Regions from separate parts of the Mus musculus genome. Here all the other regions are linked to region 1. Evidence: chromatin contacts called from public Hi-C data. All regions are on one chromosome and are shown on one strand. Each heading gives the region's core, a stretch centred on a gene start, on an enhancer-like site or on the middle of the called end of the contact. The rest is flanking DNA. Distances are from core to core; before and after follow the strand shown. Region 1 has its middle 4.5 kb from the start of Gm35748. Region 2 overlaps Gm37004 (a long non-coding RNA gene). Region 3 has its middle 12 kb from the start of Gm37004. Region 4 overlaps Itga4 (integrin alpha 4).

Evidence for each region. A called contact is a pair of places that touch in the nucleus more often than the background predicts.
Region 2: a Hi-C map of CD8 T cells shows a contact between it and region 1, with 2.7 times the contacts expected there. The contact joins two enhancer-like sites. A contact is called at or near these places in 1 of 15 datasets of contacts at CTCF or cohesin (the G1E-ER4 cell line), 11 of 484 Hi-C or Micro-C datasets (B cells, CD8 T cells, CD8 central memory T cells and 4 more) and 5 of 115 datasets of contacts at active chromatin or transcription factors (CD8 T cells, memory CD8 T cells, regulatory T cells and 1 more).
Region 3: a Hi-C map of the G1E-ER4 cell line shows a contact between it and region 1, with 2.4 times the contacts expected there. The contact joins two enhancer-like sites. A contact is called at or near these places in 2 of 39 promoter capture datasets (the C10 cell line and hippocampal neurons), 3 of 15 datasets of contacts at CTCF or cohesin (the G1E-ER4 cell line, large pre-B cells and pro-B cells), 40 of 484 Hi-C or Micro-C datasets (B cells, the C10 cell line, the C2C12 cell line and 25 more) and 10 of 115 datasets of contacts at active chromatin or transcription factors (CD8 T cells, DN3 thymocytes, the HPC-7 cell line and 6 more).
Region 4: a Hi-C map of CD8 T cells shows a contact between it and region 1, with 4 times the contacts expected there. The contact joins two enhancer-like sites. A contact is called at or near these places in 2 of 15 datasets of contacts at CTCF or cohesin (the G1E-ER4 cell line and large pre-B cells), 14 of 484 Hi-C or Micro-C datasets (B cells, CD4 T cells, CD8 T cells and 8 more) and 6 of 115 datasets of contacts at active chromatin or transcription factors (CD8 T cells, bone marrow-derived dendritic cells, effector CD8 T cells and 1 more).

Annotation. Positions count from the first base shown.
Region 1 is chr2:79,123,961-79,129,708 of GRCm38.p6, reverse strand. No RefSeq gene overlaps it. Among named protein-coding and RNA genes, the nearest start is that of Gm35748, 4.5 kb to the right of the region's middle. Within about 2 kb of position 2,123, at least 42 of the 459 cell types and tissues checked have an H3K27ac peak or open chromatin away from gene starts, as enhancers often do. A contact at or near this core is called in CD8 T cells, CD8 central memory T cells, the G1E-ER4 cell line and 6 more, where this site is marked.
Region 2 is chr2:78,978,116-78,983,747 of GRCm38.p6, reverse strand. The region is part of intron 1 of Gm37004 (a long non-coding RNA gene); the gene reads right to left. Among named protein-coding and RNA genes, the nearest start is that of Gm37004, 8.3 kb to the right of the region's middle. Within about 2 kb of position 3,532, at least 23 of the 459 cell types and tissues checked have an H3K27ac peak or open chromatin away from gene starts, as enhancers often do. A contact at or near this core is called in CD8 T cells, memory CD8 T cells and regulatory T cells, where this site is marked.
Region 3 is chr2:78,958,257-78,963,813 of GRCm38.p6, reverse strand. No RefSeq gene overlaps it. Among named protein-coding and RNA genes, the nearest start is that of Gm37004, 12 kb to the left of the region's middle. Within about 2 kb of position 1,828, at least 42 of the 459 cell types and tissues checked have an H3K27ac peak or open chromatin away from gene starts, as enhancers often do. A contact at or near this core is called in CD8 T cells, CD8 central memory T cells, the G1E-ER4 cell line and 5 more, where this site is marked.
Region 4 is chr2:79,267,665-79,273,242 of GRCm38.p6, reverse strand. It overlaps Itga4 (integrin alpha 4), which reads right to left. Exons shown (of 28, transcript NM_010576.4): 3 at 349-455; 4 at 121-250. Among named protein-coding and RNA genes, the nearest start is that of Itga4, 15 kb to the right of the region's middle. Within about 2 kb of position 2,847, at least 40 of the 459 cell types and tissues checked have an H3K27ac peak or open chromatin away from gene starts, as enhancers often do. A contact at or near this core is called in CD8 T cells, the G1E-ER4 cell line, the HPC-7 cell line and 2 more, where this site is marked.

The DNA of each region.
Region 1 (5,748 bases), core at 874-3,373:
CCTTCCACCCTAGCATATCAAGTCTCTTCTAGATTAGGTTCCTCCTCTCCTACTAGCAGACAAAGCAGCCATGGAGACTGAGCCACATGTCTGCTACATATGTTCCGGGGGCCTTGTCCCAGCTTGCTAATGTTCTTTGGTTGGTGGCTCAGGCTATAAGAGCTCCCAGGCATCCAGGTTAGCTGACTCTGTTGGTCTTTCTGTAGTGTTCCCTTCCCTTTTAGGGCCTTCAATCTTTCCCCCCAGCTCTTCCATAAGAGTCCCAACACCATCCAATGCTTGGCTGTGGGTATCTCCATCTATTTTGCTCTGCTGCTGACTAGAACCTCTCAGAGGACAGTTATGCTAGACTTTTTTCCACAAGCATAACAGCGTATCATAATGTCAGAAATTGGTGCTTGCCCATGGGAGGGTTTTTGAGTTGGACCAGTTATTGGTTGGCCTTTCCTTCAGTCTCTGCTCCATCCTGCATTTCATATATATATATATATATATATATATATATATATATATATTAGATATTTTCTTTATATACATTTCAAATGCTATCCCGAAAGTTCCCTATACCCTTCCCCTGCCCTGCTTCCCTACCCACCCACTCCCACTTCTTGGCCCTAGCATTCCCCTGTACTGGGGCATATAAAGAGTCCCCAAGGGGCCTCTCTTCCCAGTGATGGCCAGCTAGGCCATCTTCTGCTACATGTGCAGCTAGAGACATGAGCTCTTGGGGTACTGGTTAGTTCATATTGTTGTTCCACCTATAGGGTTGCAGACCCCTTCAGCTCCTTGAGTGCTTTCTCTAGCTTCTCCACTGGGGGCCCTGTGTTCCATCTTATGGATGACTGTGAGCATCCACTTCTGTATTTGCCAAGCAGTGGCATAGCCTCATATAAGACAGTTATACCAGGGTCCCTTCAGCAAAATCTTGCTGGCATATGCAATAGTGTCTGGGTTTGGTGGCTGATTATGGGATGGATCCCCAGGTGGTGTAGTCTCCAGATAGTCCATCCTTTCGTCTTAGCTCCAAACTTTGTCTCTGTAACTCCTTTCATGGGTATTTTGTTCCCTGTTCTAAGGAGGAATGAAGTTTCCACCCATTGGTCTCCCCTCTTCTTGATTTTCTTGTGTTTTGCAAATTGTATCTTGGGTGTTCTATGTTTCTGGGCTAATATCCACTTATCAATGAGTGCATATCTAATGACTTCTTTTGTGATTGGGTTACCTTACTTAGACAGAACAAATTTTGGGTCAAAAGTTTTGTGGGTGGGTTGGTGTCCTTATTTCTCTACTGGGGGTCTTGCCTGGCTACAGGAGATGACCTCTTCAGGTTCTATATCCCCACTGTTAGGCTTCTTAGCTGAGGTCACCCAAATTGACTCCTGGTAGGCTCCCCTATCCCAGGTCTCTGGGACTTCCCAGAGATCCCCCCTCCAACCTCCCCACCTCTTTCACCCCCAGCAAGTGTAGATTTCCATTCATTCTCCTGGGCCTCTTTCCTGTCTCTTCCCACACCTGACCCTGCCTCCCTATTCTCCTCCCGCTCCCCTCTCCCACCCTGTTCCCTCCTTTCCTCTGTCTCTTATTCTGTTTCCCCTTCTAAGTGTGATTCAAGTACCCTTGCTTGGGCCTTCCTTCTTATCTAACTTCTTTGGGTCTGTAGGGTATATCATGGGCATTCTATACTTATCAGTGAGTACATACCATGCCTGTTCTTTTGAATCTGGGTTACCTCATCCAGGATAATATCTTCTAGTCCTATCCATTTAACTGCAAAATTTATGATGTCCTTGTTTTTAATGGCTGAATCATATTCTAATGTGTAAATGAACCACATTTTCTTTATCCATTCTTCAGTTGAGGGACATCTAGATTGTTCCCAGCTTCTGGCTATTATGGATAAATTTGCTATGAACATAATGGAGCATGTGTCCTCGTGGTATGGTGGAGCATATTTTGGGTCTACGGCCAGGAACAGTATAGCTGAGTCTCTTCTTTGAGACACTGATGCCCCAGACAAGAATTGCACCTTAATGGCTTGAAACCAACTTCTCCTTCCTTGCCTTACATTTGCGGTGTTCAAAGAGGACACAAGCAAAGGTTTCAGTTACAGAGTAAACAGGCTAAAAATGTACATCCTGTGAAAGACTCAGAGAATGAGACTCCACAGGAGTCGGAAGACTCAGAAAGGGGAGAGGACTCACAAACATTTTACAAACACCTTTGTTCCTCTGGATGTCTCCTTCCGCCCCTTAGATCCTTTCTGTCACATCCTGTTCCCCTCCTTTCAATAACCCATTCCCCTTTATTTCTATGGCTTTTGACTCATTTCTGCATCTCCTTTATTGTGGACAATTCTTCAATGTATTTAAAATGAAGATATTTACAGAACAGTAAATGAAAATGATACAGTTCTTTTCTTTTTTTCCCAGTTTGTCCTCATCCGGCGTCTGATGCTTCTTATGAGCCTTGACCTCCCTTGCTGGGTGGAGGAGTCTCTCTCGGCTCCTGCACACATGAATCATGCAGTCACTTCCAGAATAAAGTCTACTTCCTTTTAAAGACCACCTAACATATAATTAGCTATGTGTTTATTCCTCAGAGCAAGGCTAATACCACATTCACATTTTAATACAGGAAGTATTTACTTGGTATATAATGTGTGGCTTGTATTTTCTACAGTAAGGTTGCCTAGAATTTATTATTAATACTGTGCATTGGTCACTACAATATGATTAGTGAGTAGTTTTGTGACATTACTTTAATAACCTCTTTGCAAGATCACCTATTTATATTTTATCTGGTGAAATAATAAACTTTCAATACTGGAATGTAAATTTGGCACAGCCTTGTTCACAGCTGTTAAGAGAATACAAAATGAAAACCCCATAGCTGGTCATGTTCATATCATAAATGGATTAATACTGACTTTTGCTGATACATCCTCAACTGAACGTAAACCTTGAAATGAGGAAACGTGAGACTTTACTTTCTTTAGTTTTGTCAACTGTTTGAGGTCAAGCTCCTGAAGATAAGAAAGCACACCACACTGCAGAGATATAGATGTATATATATATACTCTACAACAGTTTCAAACTGTCACTATAGCTTCCCAGACCGCAAGATAGCTCCACTAGTAGGGAGAGAGACTCAAGTATTTTAAGCAATTCTCTCACACAATAGTTTTTTGGTTGTTGACAGTTAAGCTGTGGACTGAGGGTCAAGGGTACTGAGAGTGGTGAGTGGCAACCTTTTATGCCTCTCACTTGTTGGACTCCCTGTCTTTCTTCTCAGCTATTCAGGGGCTCTGAGGTGAAACTACAGTACTGTAAGCATCGAATCTGCAAAGTCTAGTGACACCCCCGCCCCCTAGGCACGGGCACAGAGAACAGAGGCTCCTACTTCACACTAGGACCCTAATCAGCATTTTAATTGTGTAGCAGGCAGGTATTTAATTAAGATACTGGTGCTTCCTAGTTTAAACTCCTCTAACTCCCTCAGGATGATCATCATGATTATGATCTTTTGGGGGAAAGGAGGACATCTATTTTAAAGTGCATCTCTGCTGCTGTGATTTAATTTAAACATAAAAACAACCAGGTTTGGTTTTGAAAGCTGATAGGATTGGGATGAAAAGAATATAATTTTTGAGGCCAGAGTAACCCAACATAGATGACACTTATGACCCATTTGGCCCTGGATGCTTTATCTAACATCTCCAATGTTTTCTTGCTCCAGTAAAATAAAAGGAAGACCACCCACTACATATTCTGTATGTGAGGTGAAAGGGAGCTGGCAGGTCTACAGTGTAGGTGCACTGGATAGGAGCTTGTTCCTTCAGTATTGCTAACAAAACAGTAAATTCATTTATTTATTATATATTATATGTAATTATATGTATATATTTAATTACATAAATATTATATATCATTATATGTACAACAATATATATTATTACTAAGCTTTATTTATTTTAGGACAACTTTTTAAATTGTTCTCGAGAAAGACTTCTGAATTTAAATTATAACTTAAAGTAAGAGTTCTAGGGAACTTTTAAGGCTCTTCACTTTCTGAAATAGCAAAGAGGGTGATCTCAATTAGTTTAATATGTAATTCAAGGGCCACAGTGGGCCAATGAGACGTCTTGATAGGTAAAGGCACTTGCTACCAACACTGGCGATCTGAGTTCAATCCTTGGAACCCACAGGGTGGAGAGAGAGGAGCAGCGTTTGCCAGTTGTCATCTGACTTCTGTACCCATACCACGGCACTTGCACTCACATACATGCACACACATGTTCGCTCTTTCGTACACATATTCACAAAGTAAATAAATATAAAATGTAAAAATTTAGGTCAAACGATAACTTATATTTTATTGTTCAATGTTTAGTGTATTATAAACACAGGAAAACTATAGAATAATTTGTTTTGTCCCTTTCAACTCTTCCCCAAGGCTGAAGGTGTAGCTCAGTGGTAGTGGTACTTGCCTATGTTCTACAAGGTCCTGATTGAACCCCAGTACTGCAAAAACAAAAATTAAAAGATGCAAGCAAGCAAACAACAACAAACAAACAAACAAAAACCTAAGTTCTAGAAGACAGTAGAAAACATTCTGTAGTCCTATGGATTGGTACAATCTGAACATCTGCAGTTAGGTGCACTCACAAATGTACCCGGCTAACAGGAGGGCTTTCCTACAGGGTTCAAAAAACAATAAATAACACCAGGGAAAGAAGCCTGCCACCCAGGCTAGCCTAGCATGTAGGACAGCAATGATGTCAGTCCCCAAAAGCAAGAGACTATTCTATGTAACACAGAGAAGGACTGCTTTTTGGGCCTTTTTTGGTGGCTGTGTGATCCTCTAAAGCCACGGCCCAAAGAGATGAACAGGTAAAGTGTGACCTCCTGGGGGAAAAAAAGGGAAGCAGTCCTCCTTGTGCTCTTGATTTCTTTTTTTTCTTTTTTTTTTTTTTTTATTTATTTATTATATGTAAGTACACTGTAGCTGTCTTCAGACACACCAGAAGAGGGCATCAGAATTCATTACGGGTGGTTGTGAGCCACCATGTGGTTGCTGGGATTTGAACTCCAGACCTTTGGAAGAGCAGTCGGGTGCTCTTACCCACTGAGCCATCTCACCAGCCCGTGCTCTTGATTTCTAATTAATAGACAAAACCTGCTCAGATGTGACGACAAGCTTTTGTTAGTCCTATCTGACTCATCTTTGCATTTCCCCAGACACTCAAGAAAAGCTATGTACTCACTCAAGTACTTTCCATTTGATGAGCTTTGCCTTCTTCTGAATCTCAGCCATGCCCCCTAGCTGATTGACATGGAGTAAGCCACTCACCTTCCTCAGCAAATTGGGTGTGATGCTAAAACCTGCCAATGAAGGCTTTCCATGATGGTGATCTGAGTTAATAATTTTGTAAGTCACTTGAAAAACTGTCTATCATCAGGAGGCCTTCCCATGGGATTTCTTAAATAAAGAAAGCTTGCTTCCAAAATAGCACCAAGTTATTCAAAAAAATTATATGTTTGCACATATGTTAGTTACATACACAGGTGTGTATATAACTAACGACAAAGTATAAACCTTCAGCTAGAAAACAGCCTAGATTTAAAGACTAAAATATTGCTTTAACAGTTGTTAAATGTCTAGATGTCTATGTGAATAGTATGCCATTAAGTACATAAATATGTACTTAAATATGTAAATATATAAATCACATCTACTGTACATTATTAT
Region 2 (5,632 bases), core at 2,283-4,782, 150 kb after region 1:
TTTAAACATCCACATGTGAGATGGAATATTCTGTAGTTGTCTTTCTGTGTGTGATTTGTTTCATTTACCATAAGATCTGCTAGTTCCATCCATTTTGCTGCAAGTGATAATATGACATTACCTCTCTCTCTCTCTCTCTCTCTCTCTCTCTCTCTCTCTCTCTCTCTCTCTCTCATTTGAGACAAGGCCTTATCTTTTGGTGCAGAATGTCAATCTCCTTGCCCATGCCTCCTGAATTATAGGATATGCATTACTATGTAGTTTTTTTCAATGTTCATTTACTATTTCACTGTCTTCTGTTTATTTTTTTTTTTCATTTCATGCCATGCACTCATACAAGTAGATTCCATATCTTAGTGACTGTCACTAGCACAGCAATAGACATAAGCATGCAGGTGTTTCACTAATATGTCGATGCCTTTTCCATTGGCTATGTACCTAAAGAAGAGTAGCAGGATTATTGAGAGACATTAGTGTTCAGAGTAGGCTTACAGGTTCTCCAAGGGATGTTCTATCTCATATGTTCCTCTAACAAGTGTATGACAATTCCCCTTTTTCTATAGTGTCTATTAATAGTCTTTTCCCATATTTAATTGGATTATTTAGGGGTTTGTAATGGGCTTTTGAAAGTTTCCGGATACTTTGGAAATGAGTTACCTGAACAACTTCTAAAGTTCTTTCATTGTGAAAATTGTCTTTTTGCTGTTTCTTTCACTGAATAAATGCCCTGCAGTTTGCTATAATTTCCTTTGTCTATTTCTACTTTTGTTTCCTGTTCTTTGGGGGGGGGGGTGTCTTAGAAAATCTGCTGCCCATAATTATACGTTGAATTATTCTGCATTTTTAAATCTTATTTGTTAAAGAATTTAAGGTTTTAAGTTTAGATTTACTTATTTTGAGCTGATTTTTTACAAGGTAAGAGAAGGAAATAAAATGTAAATTATCTGCAGATATGCATATGAATATCAAGTTTGCCAAGCACCACTTGTTGAAAAAACTGTATTTTCATGCTCTGCCTGTCTCTGTAGTGTGTTTTTTGTCACATTTGTCAAAAATAAGTCAGCAATAAGTGCACAGGGCTACTTCTGGACACTCTATCTTGTCACAATGGTGTGTGTGTCTGCTTTTATACCAATACCATTAGATTTGATAACTTTGCCCTTATGCTTTATTTTGAAAGGTCCTCAAAAATGAAAGGTAAAAATTTGGTTTTCTCCAGAGTATTACCTCTTAAAATCAAATCTCTTGTTTGCTCTTCAGTCATAGAGGTTTGCTAGGTACTTTAAAAAGTTATTTATTTTATGTGTATGAGTACACTGAAGGTATCATCAGACACACCAGAAGATAGCATTGGATCACATTCTAGATGGTTGTAAGCCACCATGTGGTTGCTGGGAATTGAACTCAGGACTTCTAGAAGAGTAGTCGATGCTCTTAACCTTTGAGCCATTTCTCTAGCCCAAGGTTTGGTACTTTTAAGAAAGTAACATTGAAAAATTTCTAGCCCTAGAAAAATCATCTCAAATGTAATTTTATCTCATTTTTATTACATTTAACTCTGTGTGTGTGTGTGTGTGTGTGTGTGTGTGTACCACTGTATACACGTATACAAGTCAAATTGTAGAATTTGGTTCATTGGTTCCCTACTTCTCCCCATGTAGATAAAGGCCATGAGGTTTGATGGCAAGCACCCTCAAAGCCATTTTACTGGCCACAAAAAGTGATTTTTAACTCAAATATATCCTTCTTTTGTATGATAGAGTATTAAATATCTATAGGTAGCAGGCAGCTGCAAATACTAGATAAATAGTAGTGAGCAAAAATCATAGAAGCCAGCATAATAACAGTTTTGAGACCTATAAGACAACAAACTAAAGTTGGGAAGAAATCAGTTTCTGAGAACATAAGAAGCAGGCAGTAGGAGTGCAAGTAACATGAAAGGCTTAGCAACATGGGAGAGCTAATGAGGCTTCCGCTTGTTATTTAGGTAAGATCTGGACGATAAGATAGGTTGGGTTGTAGCACAAACTCAAAGAAAAACACTTTATTTGGTGACAAGATTTTTAACGCTGGAAACAGTTCATTATTTCCTAGAAAATAGTGAGGCCATGTTAAGAGAAGAATCAAAAACAAAACAAAATAAAAAACCATAAATTACCCAGGATATGATGATTAGCTCTTTCATACCTTGTAAGACATTGGAAGGAGTGGATATTTTTATTTATTTGAAACAAGAAGTATTATTAAAGACTTTCAAGAAAGCCTGATTTAACCTGCTTTACACATTTAGGGGCTCCCAGATGCTTGGCATGATGGATGGCTATGGTAGAGGACAGAAGAAAGCAATGCAAGAAAGGGGGAAATCTGTTAGGAGATGGGGTAATTTCAGTGAACGAGGACCGCTCTCATTATAGACTGGGATCACAGAAATGAGAGGAAGCAAAGGAAAAAGGATTGATGGTTTAACTCTTTATTTTACCTGAAAGGTGTGGCTTAGATCCTGATAGAGAAGGGGAAAATCAAAAGGTACTTCTAGATGTCAAGTGCAAGCAAGTGTGTGCTTGGCGATGCCATATACTGAGAGGGTGAAGAAAGAAAAAAGTTTCCAGAAGGGGAAGAACTCTATTTTGGATGCATTAACTTGAAAGTTGACTGTGAGTCACCAAATGGAAATTTCCTGAGACTAACTAGAGAGAATTAGTTCACAGCCCCCAAAAGAGGCCCCACAAAGGTAGCAGAGGGAACAGGAAGTTTCTAGCTACTATGAGTTGAAGAGATGACCTTTAGACTCTAGATAAATTAAGAAATCCATGCTGGACTGTAGCTCAGTTGGTAAAGTACTTGCCTAGCATGCATAGTGTCTCAGAGTTTATCCCCAGTACCTAAACTAAGGATAGAAGCACACTTGGAAAGTGGCTCAAGGCCATCACTGGCTACCTAATGAGTCAAGCAGTCAGGCACTTTTCTTTAGTACTAAGCAGAACACTGCTCATCATACACATCCAGGGAGACAAAATCTGGAGAAATTAGAGAGAATAGTTTCACATTTTAACATTAAGAGAGAAAATTACCCAACTCAAAAAAAATGACAGATGATTTGAGCATGCATGTTTCTTAAAATGAATACAGACAAAATTGACAGCATCGTTTGTTACTAATACATTCAAGTTAGAACGACTGAATGTAACAATACACACACATTTTTATAATTAAAATATTGACCATGCTAATAGTCTGCCGGATGGCAACAAAGAGCTTTCAAATACAGCTGTCAGGAATGAAAATGGTACAGCTACACTAGAGGAAAAAAAAATGTTAGGCAAATTCTTAAAATTTATAACCTAAAGAATGTTAAGGCTGTTATGTGACGTAACCCTCCTAGTCCTAGGTTTTTACCTAGGACAGATCAAAATACATAGCCATAGAATGAACTGTTTGTACATCAGTGGCCATATCAGCTGTACGTAGGACAGCCCTAAGCTAGAACCCACACAAATGCCCGCTGGCTGGTGAGTAAATATTTGAAGTGTCACGGGATCCTACCTCCCCGCAACCACAGCAGCAATTCACTGACAAAGGCAGCTGCACAGAGACTCAAAAGAACTAGGCCAAATTTCACAGAAAAAAAGACCTGGGCAAAAGTGTGCCATTCACAAGGGAGTGGAAAGAACCTAAAAACAATAGGAAGCATGAGGAGACTTAGTGTTGACTGTATTCATTGTTCTGCTTGAGGTAATGGTCCCATGTGTGAGCACACATGCCAGAGCCTAGCAAGTGCACATTAAAACATACACAGTGCATTATATCTCCACCATTCTCCACTCGACTCTGTGAGAAATGAAAGGAAGTTGAGAAGCAGGAAAGATCATTTGTTACTCACGGATTGAACAGAGTAAACACATTAGTTTTGAAAGGTTCAGAAATATAAATCTGACCACCAATATCATAAAGGGGGTATTTGGAACCTTGGGAGGGAATGAAGCCAATCAGAGAAGGGTTGGCATGAAGAGAGATGAAGATTCGGGGTGGGTCGGAAATCACCATCAAATCAAGCTGTAAAGTGAAGACAGTGGTGATAAACACTCTGGCTTTTATATGTTGCTTCAATCTAAAAATCAGAGCTGAAGCACTTGATGACCAGTTAGGTAATGCAGTAAGCATGCAAATCACTTAGCATCATTTGTGACTGATTTTTTTTTTAAAAAATATTTGTTCCTAGCTCTAAGAACATTGTTACTGATTCTAATTTACAAATACTATCTTTTTCCCATGTTCATATTTAGAAAACTCCCATTCAAAATGGTCTATCACTGTGAAAAGATGTGTTTCCTGAAGCTGTAATACACGCTGACTTACCTGACATTAAATTGGCAGCATCGTGCATGCTGTGCATCGCCGACTGAGCACAGAATACAAATCACCACAGAGAGGAGGAGAGAAAACCCCTCATTTGAACAGGTGTTTAGGAGACATACACCAGCAGATCCTAAGTTAAACATACTAAAGCTCAAAGATAAATTTTTTCCTTCAGGCTTAAGGTAAAGTATTTCAAGTGGCTGAGTTAATTCTCTATTTCGAATAATCTTCTCTGTTTGTTGTTTGCCTTTGTAAGACAAAAGCCCAGAAACCTTGTTAATATTACAGAATCATTTCAGATTAAGTCTCTTCGTGTTTATAATGCCAAATAACATTTTACTAGAAAGATTTCATGAGTCCCTTTCCTTGCTCAGACTGCCCACTCTGCCCTCAGCCCTATACCAAATGCTTGCACACGTGTGGTTAGTGGTGGCTCTCTCCTCTTTCAGCCTCCAGCGCTACTGCTTTCCAGAAGTCTCTCCCAAAGCCCACCATGAAACCCCCCACATTCCCTGTAACTTAAGTTTGTTCAACATTTGGCGCTGCCTGGGGTCTATTTTTTTCCAATAGTCTTCCCCATGCTTGCCCCTTCCCTCCTCCTTCCCTCCCTCCCTCCTCCCTGCCTCCCTCCCCTCCTTCCCTCATTCCTTCTTTTAGAATAGGATAGCAATCCTGGATAGGATACTCTCTCCTTCTGTTTGCTGACTATGTACATTCTAGGGCAATTGCGAATTTGCCTATTTCTATTTTCCACCTAGTTCCTTCTCAACCCTCTTCCTAGTACTGGTATCACCACCTGTGGTTTTAGCTCCCAAACTATATTTCATATAAACTAGTATTTATATGAAATGAAGACACCCCTGGGAACAAACCACACTACCTACCAAGCTCCATTTATTGGCTAGTTTCTATTGGACCTGCATGACTAGGGTTCATCTCTTATGCTTCTTATGCTAAGAAGGTATGTTTGTTCAACAAGAAAGAAATACACTGGCAGAATATAAGTCCTCCAAATAAAGTTATGATATGATGATCGGTTCGAGTTTGTAACAAGTTTATTTGAGGGGTACTTTTCATTGAAATGTGCATCAACTTGTGGTTGGCAGTCATGGGCCAGTGTAGAAAAGCTGGGGGAAATGACATTTGAGAGTGGAATCTTACCAAGTATGAACTTGCTTGGTCTGAAGCCAGGAACTCAGCATTCATCTCATGTTAGCTTCCTGTACAGCTTAAAGTAAATTAAAGTAAGCTGTGTGACCAAAATCACAGAACTATG
Region 3 (5,557 bases), core at 579-3,078, 170 kb after region 1:
TGTAGACACAGACGCAGTCTAATGAGAAAAGTGCTTCAGTTAGTGGAAATGCCAAGCCAGGGGTTGATATGCTTGGGAATAAACCCAGCATTATCACAGGGGTAGGCAGATGGCACACGTTCCCTTAATTCAAAGCTTCACTTTTGTAAATAACAATGGAAATTGAACAACTGGCACATTCCGAGATTTGCAGGCTATATTAAGAGTTCTCAGAAAAACGAACCTTCTCAGCCATTTCTGTCTTTGGAACATTTAAATATACACTACCCTGAAGGACTATTGACTCATGGTTCCCACTCATGTTATATAGATCTGTTCCAACAGGCTGGAGCCAGCAAGAAGAACCTTATGTGGATGGATACATACATACATACATACATACATACATAGAAACATAGATAGATACATAGATAGATATAGAGGTGATACAGAGATAGACATGTGACATAGATTTGTTCCCATGAAGGCTGTAGCCAGCAGGAGAGACCTTATCTAAATATCTCTATATAGACATCTAAATATGAATATCTCTAACAAATATCTACATAGATAAATAGATTGATAGAGACATCTAGGTAGATATAGATATATATGTGCTAAGTGTAGAGTGATGCATATTAAATGAGTGAATAATTTTAGTAGGTCTTGGATGGCATATAACCAGGTTCCAGATACAGCTCTGGAGTTGAGGAGAGGAAAAAAAAGGATGGGCCAGGAAACAGAAGTTGAGATACAGCACATGAAGGGATTCTCAGGCTAGTGACAGAAAGCTACACAACAGCTATAGAGTTAATTTTTCAATGTTTCCCTTGCTTTGTTCCTTTATAAGGTAAACTAGCTTTGCATTCTGCCATTGGCAGCCTCTTTAAAATACTATCGTGAAAGTAGGTGAAAACTGGGTTGTTCCTGAAGCTTTCGCAACCATTTCACCAAGTACCGAGTCTGTAACCAGATTACTAATAAGTAAGCTAGATGCAAATACTTTACAACAGATGCAGTAAGCTTTTAACTACATTATATTTGTCAGGAAAGTTACAAAGGCATACACATTCTATTTACAGAGAGTCATATACATATGAACAGCACAGGTAACTATATGGTTTGAAATAGACTGTCGATGTGATGATGTCTCGGGCTCATGTTTAATCTATTAACTACCTACCTATTATATAATTACTGAGAGAATTATGCTTTGATTCTGCTCAAAGCAGGGACTCCTGCAGGAGCCTAAGAGCTTCTTATGTGTAGAGTATTTAAAACAGAATGAAATTAGCAATCTGTAACTTAAAATTATACATAACATTTAGCTTCATTTAAAATTAAAGCAGTAGAAGGAACAGATTTTCATGGCATTTCCATTATGCAGAGAGGTAAACAACAAATAAATATGGCACATATGAATATGAAAATCACAGCACGGTAATTGCTGTACTCCATCAGCGTGTGCAATATTAAATCCTCAAATAAACACTTACTTAACCTCATCCTCACACATGCCTATTGCTTTTATCAGAAGGAGAACCACCTGAAACATTCAAACTAACACCCCATCCCCCAATGAGGTACAAAGTCAACGGGAATCACTGCTGTTCCTGAGAGATTTCAGTTGTGCTCCTCCACTGGCTCCAGTAGTGCCAGTATTTCTAAGAGACAGGGACAGGAGAAGAAATGTGGAAGTCAGTTTGAAAAATTCAGCCCTCCTGAGACTGTCTTTTATGTCACATCCTAACTCCACTGCTGATTCTTAAAGCCTTGTGAGGATCATTAACATTGCAGCCATGCCAGGAACCTCTGCCTTCTGGCTGAGACCACACTCCAGCTCTCTCTTTCTCTAGCAGAGAGCAGAAACTCTTTTTGTATACCCTTAATAATAGCTAACGTCTGTCTCATGCTCTGGGCCCGAGCTTGCCCTAAATTTAACCCTCAGCAATGGTTCTCTGTTTTACTCACAGCCACGACCTGACTCATTTATGAAGAGACCTCTGCTACCCTGGAGTTTTTCAACAGGCAAGGGTTAAAAGGTCAACCACGGTGTCGTTTCTGTCTTTATGAATAACAACTGTCAGAATTCAGTTATGCAGAGTAACACGCTGAAGATATCTTATCATTTTACACAGTATGACCAATGGTTCAGATGTGTGGTTTGTGTGCACATGAGACTATGTCTCCTAGCAGGGGACATCAGCGACTTTATCAGAAGCTAGGAACCAGAACATGCATTGATTCAATTCAACTTTAAAACAGAAACCAAAGACGTATGAAATCCAAAGGAAGGAAAACTGCTTTGTTCCAAATAAATACCTTTCAAGTTTACCAATATTCATTGTCCCAGTGATGAAATTAATACATCTTTGCTGCTCTAAACTTAAATTTGACTGGATGGGTAAATTCAAGCCTGAGGCTTTCATGCCATTATCAGAGGCTCTGTCAGTGAGTGCTTTAACCTAATTACATTTGATGCAGCAAATCAAGAAAACCACTGCTGGTTATGACCTCTGCCAAGAGCACTCATGAGCTAGACAAATGGAGCTTAAGATGTTATTAGTTGTTCGTTGCAAAGTTCCAGATCCTGCCCGACAGGAGGCTGCCGCCTGATGTGGGCACGGACCCTCCAGATGGCATTCTGCATTGGCTTGTGGCAAGGCTCTCGGGGACGCTGGCACATTTTCTGCGTCAAAATGAAAGTTTTCCAATTACAAGGAGATAATGTGAGGAGATGCAAACTTAATCTCTTGAACAAAAGGTTGCAAGCTGTGTAATAGCCATTTCAGGGGAGAGATTTCACTACAGTTCAATTGATTTAAACGTCGTAGATCACAAAATGGGCTATCTTTCCTAATAAAACTGAGGACGCAGCTGCAGTAGATTCTACCTCATGGAGCAGGGTGCCAATGGGCTCATCATCTTAGGGACTGCTTCTCTTAACTCCGTGTTTTGTTGAATGCAAGTCGGTGATTATTTTTGCCTTCCCTTATGTGTGAATGAATAACAAGAAACCATCTCCTTTTAGTTAGACAGCAAATGTCTTAAATGAAGCCTTCCAGGTGTAACAGTTTAACAATGTTACTACATAGCAGATCATAGAGTTTCACCAGGGCATATTAAGTGGTAAGAAAGCCTTATTACTATCCAAACCTTTCAGATAGTTTAGCTAAAATGTTAATCTTTCTTTTTTTCTTTTTTACTAAGTCAGGCAACCCTGATGCAAATGGGGTGATATGCCTCAACACTGGTCCCCAAAGAAATGACTCATAGAAGCTTTTAAGCGGGAACTTGCTTGCAAGAGCGCCTCTCAGGAAAACACATGCACTTGACAATTGACAGGAACATGCTGTCGCAGAGCAAGAAAGAATCATATAGCCATCCCCACAAACCACATAGAGACACCGCCAAACAGGAGAAGGAATCCACACCCTGTCTGCACAGAACATTTGCAGAGTGGGGTGTGGAGCGTGGGGGAGAGGGGCTGAGCACACAGCCTTGCATTTAGCTGGTTTTCAAGAGTTTAAAATGCTAAGCTTAGCATGTAGCTCTATAAGCAAATGCCCTTCAATGTCACAGGATTCTTTTCTTCTGTGATTTAAGAAGAATTTACTGATACAAACATTCACAGCCCAGATTTCCATGCATTCCCCACAGAGAAAACATATACTTCCCAAAATCAAAAATTATGCAGTGCACGCATAGAAAAGTACTTTTGTCACAAATTCCAAGATATTAAAAATACATTTTATACATTGAGATGATGATGGATGATACAGGTTTGTATGAATCTCTGAACTGCAGTGGATCGGGCTAACCAGAGTAAGTAGCTGCCTTTTGTCATTGTAGGAGATCGCTAGGGAACTACTATTTCTTCATAAAATTCAGTCAACTAAATAAAGCAAGATTATAAATTCTAAGTGGTCTCAACTGCAACATCGTAGGTTCTGTAAATCAGTCAAGAATATAAGCAAGCACTTAAAATCACTCAGGAAACCTAACAGATGCCTACTGAAGAGTTAATCCGTGCAAGCAATGAGCATTCTAAAAACAGTCTCACCATCAACATAAAGTGGTCCACGGCAGCTGCTATAAAAGCCCAACATCAGTGTTATGTTGGCTCAACTACTAAGCAGCGACCACAGTGATGTCCCTTAGGAGGCATTTGAGGGCCCAAGTGTACAGCAATTTAAAAACTAAGCAGGAAATCAAAACTAATACCTAGTCTGTTTACAAAATATTTCTCCCTGTGTGCTTGTACCACCATCTAGTGGTTACATAGCTCTCAACCTGATCATTAATAGGAAAGTAATCTGGAAGAAGAGGAAAGGAAAGAAGAAAGAGGGATAGAAAAAAGAAAACAGGAGAAAAATGAAAAAGAAAACAGGGAGAGAAAAGAAGAATATAAAAAACAAAACTACATATACATATAATTTCCAGATCATAAAAAAGGAAATGCAGAAAACCCATGGCTAATACCAGTTAAAATGAAGATGTTATTTTGAATCATTTGCATGGTGTATTTCTATAGATATGATAATTTTACAATCGACATAACAAATGTCTGGATTTTAAAATACAGCTGAATTTGTAAGGACTTATCTCACAACTTAGAACCTGCAGGAATGTTTGCCTGTGTGTCTACAGATATGAACACAAGATCATATGGTTGTTTGAATACCGTCATTGTTGGTAAGTAGAGCTCTTTACATAAAGCATGGTATATTCATAGAGTAAGGCACCAAGCTGGCCTTTATGGTTAATACAGAACCATCTCTGTTAGTTATTGGAGGAAAAGCAGTTACATGGAATGATGTGTTTTCCAGTTTATCACTTCTATAGATCATATATAATGTACATGTGTACCATGACAGGAAAGACCCAGGGGTCTAAATGAGTTGGAAGGCAAAGATGAAAAGAGATACACTATAGCTTAAATTATATGAATGCATTAGGTATTCAAGACTAAATGTATTTTAAATCTAGAATATCTGCATGATTAAAAGAAATCGCCACCTGTGGCAGTTTTAAGACAATAAAATCTCACTGGCAGTTTTCCATAGGAAGAAGCATATGGAATATTTTTATATAAGTGTACATTTATTATAAAATGACAAAGATTGAAGCTTCACTTTTTCCAGAGAAACAGAAATTCAGGGGTCTGGAAACATGGCTGAACAGTTAAGAGCACTTGCTGTTCTTGCAGAGGATCTGATTCAGTTCCCAGCACATACATAGCAAGCAGCTCACAGACATGAGTAAGTACAGTTCCAGGAGATCTAACACCCAACTCTGGCCTCTACAGGTACCAGGCATGCACGTGGTGCACAGACACACATGTAGGCAAAACTCTCATACACATAAAATAAAACAAATAACTTTTTAAAAGAAGACATTCAGTAATCCAAAGGAGCAAGGTTATCTGTAAATGCCATAGAACCAGGTGATGAAAAATTGAAACTATGTTACCCCCAGTCTTGATGTGGAGAGCCTGGCCGAGGCACATTTGTGTGAGGAGATTCAAGGTGTTAGGACTTCAGTTCCTGGCTACAATGATTAGGACCGGGAAGGGAGG
Region 4 (5,578 bases), core at 1,598-4,097, 140 kb before region 1:
TTAGTTAACAATGCCCTTATGAAGGATATTCTTCGTCTTTGAGCAGGCAAAACTGCAAATGCAAACGAGTGGACTCCTTCCTTTGCTTCTCTTCCTCTAGTTCGGTCAAGTCCCACTTACCTTTGTAACACGGGGCCATCCTTTTACTCAGTTCTGTCCGCAAATCAGAAGGCATGACGTAGCAAATGCCAGTGGGGAGTTTGTTATCGCTCTTCATGTAAAAAATATTTTTCCACCTGTGCCCACAAGTCTGGATAAAACAAAAAGTCAAACAAAAATATGAAAGTCACACCTCGAAAGTCTGATTCCAGGACTGGTCTCAGTTGGTGGACCCACTTCAGTACCTACCACGATAGAGCCATTTTCTCCAGGCTGTCTGGAAAGGGTGACCCCCAGCCACTGGTTATCCCTCTCCTCCAGGCATGTCTTCCCACAAGGCTCTCCACTGGGGCTACCTGCAGTATTTGGGAAAATCTCATCAGTTTTGTTGAAAATTTTTCTAAAGGCATAGAGTAGTTAAAGCTAGACCCTGATTCCCAGGGTTTCTCTTGCCCCATCTTTGTCTCATCTTGTATTCAGTTCAATTTAGGAGTAAAACTGAGTTGCTCTCTGCAAACACAGTTGTTCTCCACACAAGCTGAATCTTCTTTGCTGAAATGACCTCAGAGCGATGTTGTAGAGGCCATGAAGAAGTGGCCTCAGTGGTATAGGAGGTAGCTAATTATCCTGAACAGGATGAGCAAGGTCCATTTGATACAAAACAGAGGCTGATGATTGGAAAAGAATTTGTGTTTTGCCTTTCTTACCCATTTATTAACATCAGCCAAGCACTCGTGAAAATGACTGAGCGAGTAGACAGTAGAGTATATAACTAGCGTACCAATAATGCATAGCCTTTGAAACAACATGCCCTGTGGTTTAGGCTTAGTGGAATGACTGGTGTTTTCAACAATGATGAAAGTTCTATGAAAACAATACGGTGTTGGGGGAAAAAAGTCAATGGGCACACTTTGGCAAATGCATAAATTGCAGAAACAGCCCAACATAACAGAACTACTCAGGTGCAACCCAGCCCTGCTGAAATGTAGAGCAGTCGTCTTTATGGCAATGATGTTTTATTTGCCAGCACACACCTTTAGCTTTTGAGTGGGAGCCCCAGTGAGATTCTGTGTTTGAGTGATTTCACATCATTAACTGGAGGAAGACTGAGATAAGATGGGGATCATAGGGTTTTTTTTTCTCTAGCATTACATTCTGTTCTCCTTAGTTAACACTTGAATATTCTGTGCTTAGTTCTGACAGCGGGGGGGAAAAAAGCCACAGCATTGATTCGATGAGGTAAGTGTACCGGAAGCTGGAATTCTTTATTTTGAACACTGGTCACAAGTTTTTATAGTGTTATAACAAAATGTCTCACACGCATCTTTGTATCATTAACTACCTGTTTTCCTCTCTTATCTGAATCCTAGGTAGAGTTTCCTAGGAACACTCACAACGCCTCCATACAGAAAGATAATATATTTAAAAGGAGATCATTTGTATTGACTTTCCTGAGTCATAAAGATTCTGTGTAAGAAGTGTAGGAAGATATTTATGAATATATGTGTGGATTTCAAACCATCATTCACAGAAATACCTAATGCTTTAACACAACCGAGCTTACGGGAGCTGCCCAAACTCTTTCCTGGAGTCCTAGTCAGGGGATCCAGCCATCCCTGTCCATTCCAAGGGTTGCTTCAGATCAGGTCAGAAGCATGGTTAGCATAGAACATTGATAATGCTTTGTTGGCTTGGTTTCCTGGAAACCAATGATGTCTTCTACTACTAATGGATAGTCTGGGAGATTGACTGAGAAATGAAGGCAAACAGACCCAGAGAAAGAACACTGCTAAGCAACAGGAAGAACAGTTCGCTGTGGTCCAAACCCTGATAGAGAGTAGTCTTGATGTACACAGAGCTTCCTATGTGAGAATGATGAGAGAAGGAAAGGCTGGAGAAAGAAGAGGAAAGGAAGGAAGTCCAGGAAAACAGAACCTGTTTTATAATGTTCCATTATACACTCCATTTTGTGAGCTCTCAGCTACCATCTTCCAGTTCCAATAAACTTCACTCTAATTGCTGAGAAGCATTCAACCAACAGTGTTAGCCTAACACAGGGAGCTACTAGGGCTACATGATTCCAAACCAATACAGGAGAAGTAAGAAGGGGAGGCCAAAGGATTTAATTTTCATTGGGATGCAGTTTTCAGTTGGAATTGTCTTTAAAACCACCAATATTTTAAAATTAATGTCAAAAACGCACCACCAAAGGCAGCCAGGCTATGTGCAGTTGAAGCTCTGTTACTATAACAATAAATGCCATATAATCGAAAATACAAAACTATTTTTAAAATTATAGTCAACACCAGCCAATCCACCTGCAGTTGTCATTGTTAAAGACAAGAGTGCGTGGTCCTCCGAACGCCACCTTCCCTGTTTGCATGGGGATGAAAAATGGGTGTTTTCTTCAAGATCAGGTTTGATATTTGCAAACAAATGTTCTCTTCTCTAGTTAGTCACCAGACGTTAAAAAACAACAAACACGATGCTTTGGAACCATGCAAATGATAGCGTGCAAATTTGCTAGCTGAAAATGGCCCAGAAGTTCATATGTGCAAGAATAGCATCCTGCATGCAATTATGTGTTTCTTAGCTGAGCTGTTCCCTACGTTTTTAAATGAACATTAGAGACACCTTTGCCAAGTTAAGCTGTTATCTGTTTTATCCAAGCTGCTTCCTGCACAGTAGAGTTAGCCCTGCAGAAGACAGTTACTGCTGTTACTGCCTAGCCTTCCTGTTCTCTGTGCCCCTTTCTTATCATTTCAGCACATATCTCTCCATTTCTGGTTTTTTTCTGAGTCCTTCAGAAGGACTTCTGAACGACCTGGCTTGTTTAGAATGACTTCTCTGAGAGCCTGTAAGGCTCTAGGCTTTATTTCCTGTGTTGCCCAAGTCCCTACTCTTAGTTCTCTGGTTAAAGCAATGATTCTTAGAAACAGAACAACGAGCCCTCCAGAAGCCACAAGAAGAGGTGTTTATTTTGACATGAAAAATGCTCAGACTTTCTCAGGATTCAAGTGGTGAGGCTAAGTTGCTCTTGAATGGGGCATGTGGAGGCTGGGGTTAAGTCAGACTAGACACAGTCTTTCACATGTGTTATTATGTGGTATCAACAACAGATACTGTCTAATTTATAGGCCTCTGATTTGTGGTAATTTAAATATATATATATATTTACATAGTGTGTGTATATATTAAACGATATAATGTATATCACTTATCTACTTTACAGAAAAGACTCAACCTTAGAAGTCAAGAGCTCTTAATGGTATAGGCTGTGATCGCTGGGAAGAAACGATGATGAATAGTAACCAGTAGGAAGGAGGACTTTGTTTTGACTGGGATTAGCTGCATACATTTGTTTGCAGCCGTTCTGCTCTGCTTCTATGGTTCAGCACAGACCTTATTCATCTTCATTGTGGCCAAACCCAAATCTTATTAGCCATCATCCCATCCCAACCCAAAACCCAGAAATATGTGCTAAAAATTGAACTTCATAAATGGAAAACAATAATCAGTCTTCTATTTGTGTTACATGTCTTGATTCAAAATGGGTCAAAAGTACGACTATGAAGCCATAAAGAAAATTCATAAAATAATAAAATTGTGAGGAATTATTTTAACAGGCATACACTTATGTATACACACATCCTCCCTTCATACACACTCACACCCACACATCTACACATTGTGATTATTTCTTCTTTTTGCTTCTTGACATTGCTTCCCACTGAGACAATCCTCAACTTCAACCACAATACAGAGAGGCTTTCAGTATGTGTTACTAGGCAAAATTAGTTCCAGGAATAGTCTGCAAGTCACCACTCCAGTTCTGGAACTTCCTTGATTTCTGGAACACTTTCTCTTCTCTTTGGGAATGCCAGAAAAATCTCAGCAGAAGAGTCAAGATGGCCCCATCTTATGCTTTTCTTAGACCGTTGAGAGTTCCTTCCCTCAGCCTCTGTGCTTGTAAATCTACTGTTCCGTGTGAAGGAGTTGAATGGTCTTGAGATCACCCAGGAGAATTTTAAACAAATACCAACTACCTCCCGTGCCCCTCCCCCACCACGAGTACTCAAACCCAAGGCTGATGGGTTGTGGGGAGACCAGGCCATCAGCATTCAAAAATATCTCCCAGATGACTGTATTTGGGGGTGAAGCTGGGTTTAAGAACAACTGTTTCAACAATGTAGATGGGCAGGCCCTTTCCTGTCTAATTACTGGGAAACTTAGATTGCTTTCAAAATAGTAATAAAAGATCTGTCCTGTTGGGTTTCAGCTAGGTAATGAGAGTAGGCAATTAAATACTAAACATATTTTCTTCATGAAGAAATTTGATATTCATTTTGACAGAGGTGACATTTGCAAAGACTGTCACAAGAAAGCTAATTTTCCTGAATGTCCTTGACAAGACCATAAAAAAAGAAATCCATATTTTATTTTACCCAATGTCATGCTGCAGTGATTTATATTCCCATTTTCAAGTCAGCTTATACATTACCAAGCTAAACTTTTAGCAAATCAAATCTCAGTTCCATGATTGAAAAAGTATTTTACATGGTTGAAAACAAAAGAGGTCAGCAGAAATTAGCATCTGATGTTTTTCCACTCTTTTGCACTAGAATGGCTAATTTGTGGCACAGTTGACTGCATTTCCCCAGTACAAATTAAGGAAAAAAATATTAAAAACCATCCTTCTTAGTCCAAGAATTAAGCCCAGTCTTATTTTTTTCAAATTGAAGAAGAAAATAGGATATGTGTGTGTGCGTGTTAGTTTTAAATCTCAAACTAATGATTTCTACCAGCATATGTAAGTGAAACTTAAAATTCTTAATGGTCAAAAATAAGTTGCTAGTACAAAGCTAACTGGGTACTCTTCTTAAACACACCTCTTCCCCTTTTGTTTTGCTGTTCACTGCACACTCTAGCTGGACAATGGAGTGCTAGATATACAATCTTCTACATCTCCTCAAGGAGGAGAGACTGGTTGTGTTTTGACAGTAGCACTCAGGCAGCGTAGAACACTGCTGCTCAGATAGCAGGAAGGTACTTGATACACAGTTGTGAAGAGGGATTTTGAAATACATTATGCCACCATAAAAATTCCTCATTAGATATGACAAAAGACCATAATGTTTTCACCAGACTGGGATGGAAGAAAGAGTCACTCTGTTTCTGTGCCCCCTGATTTTCTTTCACAATACTATTTCCCTGAGCTTTAAGACGTAGTAACAAATAGAATGGAGGAAATAGCAGATTGAAATTGCAGATTTTTCCATGTGTGTCTGGGAGGAGCATGACTTAAAATGGTTAAGTCAGTTAGGATCTGTGTTGTTCCCATACAGAACAAGACAAGTGTGATGTATTTGGGCAAGAACAGGATATAGGACATATGTGAACATTAGATGATGGTATTGTCAATATATCTTAAGGATTTGGTTAAACACTAAGATGCATGTAGATCATAGCAGAATCCTCT